Linked DNA regions of Rattus norvegicus: region 2 is linked to region 1. Evidence: chromatin contacts called from public HiChIP or PLAC-seq data. All regions are on one chromosome and are shown on one strand. The core of a region is the stretch at or near the end of the contact, and the rest is flanking DNA. Distances in the headings are between cores, read along the strand shown.

What was found. HiChIP or PLAC-seq counts read pairs in DNA pulled down with a chosen protein or histone mark.
Region 2: a contact with region 1 is called in an H3K27ac HiChIP or PLAC-seq map of oligodendrocytes, with 5 times the contacts expected there. The contact joins two enhancer-like sites. A contact is called at or near these places in 1 of 12 Hi-C or Micro-C datasets (hepatocytes) and 1 of 1 datasets of contacts at active chromatin or transcription factors (oligodendrocytes).

The regions. Positions count from the first base shown.
Region 1 is chr7:92,383,180-92,385,879 of GRCr8, forward strand. Mtss1 (MTSS I-BAR domain containing 1) reads right to left here. Exons shown (of 16, transcript NM_001130563.1): 13 at 945-1,139. Among named protein-coding and RNA genes, the nearest start is that of Ndufb9, 14 kb to the left of the region's middle. Within about 2 kb of position 1,287, at least 11 of the 93 cell types and tissues checked have an H3K27ac peak or open chromatin away from gene starts, as enhancers often do.
Region 2 is chr7:92,602,678-92,605,377 of GRCr8, forward strand. No RefSeq gene overlaps it. Among named protein-coding and RNA genes, the nearest start is that of Mtss1, 87 kb to the left of the region's middle. Within about 2 kb of position 1,339, at least 36 of the 93 cell types and tissues checked have an H3K27ac peak or open chromatin away from gene starts, as enhancers often do.

The DNA.
Region 1 (2,700 bases), core at 37-2,536:
GCTACCTGACAGGTGGTCACTATATACTAGAGCATCAGCCAGGAGAGAGGGAGTGAGAGAGAGAGCCATCCCAAGGAGCCTGGCCAGTCCTTCTGCTGGAAGGGACTCCACTCCCTCTTTGAGAGAGGCTGATTGATTTGGTCAAGGCTAAGTGGCCACCAGGGGGCCCTAGCGCACCACCAGCCATCCATGGTACAGGGAGGGTTCTGGGATCTATCTGCAGCAGGGTTTTGTGAGATGAGGTTATAAGCTGCTCAAAATACTGGCAGCCCCAAGGACTGACTTACCATCCTGGAGCCTCAACCACCCTGGTGGAAATCACTTAAAAGTTTGGTTTTTATATTGAAACAAGTGTGCTTCAACATAAAACAATCAAAAGCAAAGTTCACATACTTCTGAGTGAGGGCATAATGATCCCATGCATACTCCGGGCTGCCGTTCTGTTACTGCAGCAGGACTGTCAGGGGACAAGTTGGGCATATGGCCAAGGAGGACAGTATGGGCTCTGATAAAACACTGCAGGTGGCCCAGGAGGGAAGGAAGCCACCCAGCAGGCTCCACTCAGACACAGAGCCTAGCAGTGTCCTTGATCTCTAGTCTCCAGCGCTAAAGTTTCCTAAAGGAAGACTCAGGTTTCTGTTCCATGTGGAAAATATCTCTAGCTGGTTTTTTGGTGCCCCCTCTGGGGAGAGGGAGCTTTCTGAGGAAGAAGGGTTGTGGGGAAGAAGGCAGAGTGTGAAAGTACGGGTAGAGTGGAGGGGACGATGGTAGGTGAACGTTAGAGGGGTGAGCACAGAAGCAATGAGAGAGAGGGAGGGAGGGAGGGAGGGAGGGGAGAAGGGAGGAAGGAACTGAGGGAGGGGAGGAGGGAACTGGGGAGGGAGGAGAGAAGGGAGCAGAGGAGGGAGCTAGGGAGGGGAGGAGGAGGGAGGGGAGACACAAACCTTCCAGCTAGGGATCTGAGATGACGGGAACATGCCGGGCCCAATGGTGTAATAATGAGCGTAGTCAGGAAGGTGGATAGAGGTGACCCGAGGGAGCAGGCGGGAGGCAGGCAGGCAATGAGGGAAAGGGCCTGCACCCACGGGCCCTGCATGGGACTCACTTGATAAACTATAGTGAGAAAACCCATTAGACAACTGGAAACAAAAACAAAAAAGGGGAGGAGAAAAGGAAAAAAATTAATATAACAGGATGAGTGTTGAGGTACAAGATGGCATTGACACCGAGGGCACGGGGAAACCCGAATATTTACAAATAAAGTCAACACTGGTGCTCTTCTGCCTGTGAATGACACTCAACACAGGAGGAGAGCCAGGGTGCAAAGAACCCAGTAAGTGCTCAGTCAGGGGAATATCCGACCTGTGCTTTAGAGCAGTCTGGGAATCAACCATGGTCCTTAATTTGTAATGTTGCTGGTGTTTTTAATTTTTTTGTAAACCAGTGAAGCCTGATTTCACAGCACCAGGGAACAGACTCATCAAGTTATGCAAATCAGGGCATTTGGAGGTGTTCATTCTAGGTTTCCCAATGGGCACGCTGCCCAGGAGGAGGCTCTGCATCGAGTTTAGGGATGGGGGTGCAAACTCAAAGGCGGGAAAGCGCGCGACCTCCAACACAGTGAGATGTCACATCCAACAGTCTTGTGGGATGTTCGAGAGGAAGAAGGGAGAAAGGATGAACACAGACCCTGTCTTGGGTGGAAGCCTTCACATCTCCAAATCCCCCAGACCCCTTTCCTCTCTCCCTCACAGACCACGTCATTAGGCAGCTAGGGAGCCCTCCACCTATCCAGGCCCTATCCCAAAGAGGAGCTTTTGGAGCAGATCCTGAGTTTCCAGGTTCCTACAGCTGTGATGGCTGTGTGTGCAGCAGGCAGGCAGGGGCAGGTCAGGAAGAACAGCCCACCATGACTGCAACCCTGGCCGGTCACCTTGTCTGTGGACACCCAGGCGCCCATGGTGGAGCCTGAGCTGACTGAGGTGGGGGAGCTGCACTCGCTCACTGACTGGCAGGTTTCCGACGCTTCTGAGGAGGCCGAGCTGGATGAGTTCTGCAGTGGGGAAGAGCCACACAAGGGGACCAACAAACCAAACCATGGGCCATCGGAAATCATAATTAAAATAAAGGAGGAAGGACGGGGCGGGAAGGGCATGTACAGAAAGGGAGACGGAGACAGACACATACACAGAAGAGGGGGGTGAGAGAAGCAGACAGTGAATTAAGGTTTATTTTTCACCCACACAGATTTTAAGAAAGCGATGGGAGACCTGGCCAAGCTCTGGTCCTGCTGCATATAGAGCCTGCAGACATTAGCTGGCCCTTGTGCCCGACAGAGCAATACTGGGTCATCACACTGGGCCTCCTGGCAAGCTCTGTGCTTTTGCACAAGGAGCCGGGATAGACCTCGTAGGTCCTCAGGCATTGTACATTGCACAAATCTGTCCCTAGGCAAGCAATGGCTGAAGGATGCTTCTAATTCCTAGCTTCTTACTGGGTCCAGCACAGCGTCTGTTCCATATAGTGGCCAGTCTTAAAGACACATTGAGGTTCTCTGTCTGGACGGTGACTTGGGAGATTCTGAGCAGGGAAGCCGGTGATGAGTTATATTAACACCTCAGGATGAAGCATCTGGAGAGGACCAGATGTGGGGAACGGGTGCCAGAGCTGGTGGCACTAGGCCCAAGTGCCTGACAGTCC
Region 2 (2,700 bases), core at 89-2,588, 220 kb after region 1:
CTTCTGATCGCCATGAGGCCATGAGTATGCTGTGTCCCCCAAATAAACGAGTAATGCAATGAAAAATAGGAACAAAGATGGTGGCAGTGTGACCGCCTAACTGGGCTCCTAGCAGGGATAAAGCAAGCCTGGACGATTATAAGTACCCTGATGCTGCTGGCGCATGGGATTTGGGTGGGTTATGGAGAGCTGAGGTTGGAGAAGAGTTGAGTGAGAGGATGGGCTGTGGACCACATGCAAGGGCTTCCTTCCCCTGTCTTTAGAGGGCAGCTGAGTAACAGCAACAAAGTCCAAAGAGGAGGTAACATAATAACATTTAATTTTTAAAGAATCCCTACAGCAAATGGTGAAGGGGTAAACAAAACACAAAGTCAGGTAAGGGAAGATGAGACCAGAGAGTTAGGGGCGGGAAGATAGGTGTCAGTTTGGCACTCGCTTACCTGAAAAGCATAGGACCTGAGTTCAAACCCCAGAACTCACAGACAAAGAACCAAAAACCAAAAACCAAACCAAAACAAAACCCAAAATAACCCCAAACCAACCAACCAATCAAAAAACAACAAAAAACAAAACAACAACAAAAAACAAAACCTCGGTGGCTTGCACTTGCTATCCCAGCTCTGAGAGGGCAGTGACAGAGCTGGACATTGGACAATCTCACTTACATTGTGAGTCCCAGGGCAGTGATGGACTCTGTCCAGATAAACAAATAAACAAATAAATGAGGTGGACGGCACCTGAGGGATGACATCTGAGGCTGCTCCTGACCTCCACATGCAGATCGGTACAGGATCCCATGTACGCATGCACCGCATATAATCAAAGATGTATGTCTCTGCCCTCCACCCCATCCTGCCCTCCACCCCACCCTGCCCTCCATCCTACTTGAACACCTGAATAGACTGGATTGGATGCTCTTGCAAAATCTTAGAGGCAGGTGATGAAGCACGGAGTCAGGGCTGCGGCTGGGGGTGCTACAAAGAGCTTAGGACTAAACATTTAGATTTAGAGGATAATATTAGAACTTTATTGGTAGTGGTAAGGTGAGGATGATTCCTACATTTGTAGCACATGACTGCTTGAGCAGTGGTTCTACGCAATGGGACAGAAAAAAGTCGGAGAGTTCAGGGAAGGGACAGAGACATGTTCAAGTTAGTTTGGACAGGCTTTCTAGATAAGGCAGTGCCCCAAGTCAAGGGCCGTTCTTTGGGAGTTATTTTGGGGGTGTCCTGCTTGCCTGGGATGGATGGCCACTTTAAATGGCAGGTCTCTGATGTTCTCCACAATGACTGGTTTTCTTGCCTTTTCTGGGCACAGCACATATTCAAGACACAAAGCGGTGGTTGTCAGCGACAGATCCAGTGGCTGCGCGCCCCAGGGTCTGAGAGACTTCACCAAGGGGTCCTCTGCTGCTCCACACAAAGGCCGTCTTATATTCGCTATCTATTTCAGTCATTTTTATGAGCGCCGTGGAATATTTCCAAGCTATCCATTTTTAAGCATTATCTCTCGGCAGTTGAGAAAATAGATCCATTGCGAGGGCCCGGGGTTTCTGAAAAGGGGTTTAAAAATAGCTCAGGGCGCTAGACAGCTGCAGCTATTGGAACCGGAGCCCTTTGCTTGCGCCTCTGCTAGGTTCCATTTCAGCCTTGCAGCTGGACATCCGTTCTTGCTTGTTGAGGACAGATGCTAAGGGAAAAAGGCAGGAGCAGAGCCCCTCTTGACTTGGGGGTCACACTGGGCCCTCCCGCTTGCTGAGAGGTACCGTGGTGAGAGGGCTCCTCACAATCTTGGGCTTGAAAAAGCTTAAGCAATACATCTTTATATTTGGAAATGAAAAGAAGAAGCCCATTGGCATTGTCATGCAAATTATGGGGCGCAGATTGGATTAAAAACCCTTGGCTAGTAGGGATAGCAGAACACGCACTGACAGCAAACAATGATTCCCATGTGTGGCTTCAGAGAGCCTGTGACAATTCCTAGAAGAGGTTATTTTTACCACTGCTACCTTACAAGTGTTCAAGCCAAGGGTGGAAACTGTTAGGGGGCTGGGCCAGACTCCAGAGCCTCTGCTCTTAGGCAATGCAGGATCTCACATTTGTAACTGGGCTACAAGGGCTTTTTGATGAATCTCAGAAGGGAGGATATGTGTTTAAAAGTAGAAACAACCAGGCACAGATACAAACAGCTCTTTATCGAAGCCTGGCTCACCCATTGGTACCTACTGAATAAATGTTTACTAAAAACACGAACGACGATGCTTTACATAAATAAGACTCAGCCTCACCGTGTTCCATCACTTTACCTTTCAAACGGACAGCTTGCTATCACTGACAGGCTTTGCAAAATTTTCTGTAAAGATTAGGAAGGATGAGATGCTACTTGGTATAGTTAGTGACCCCAGACTTCACTCAACAGTTAATTCAAACAGAAGTCACCAAATGCTGTTGTGTTTTATAAATAAATAAATAAATAAATAAATAAATAAATAAATAAATAAATAAATAAATAAATGGAAGCCAGAGACATGTTTGGTAGAGTGAGGTATGGTGAGGGGGAAGGGGGCGCCTCTGCGGGCCCATGCTGAGACATCCCTTCCCCCTGAGGTACCGGCCTCATAGTATAGTAGATATAGTATGCAATAGAGTATGCAGTATTTAGGGCATGGGGAGGGGAGTTGAGGAGCGAGTAGAGACAGAA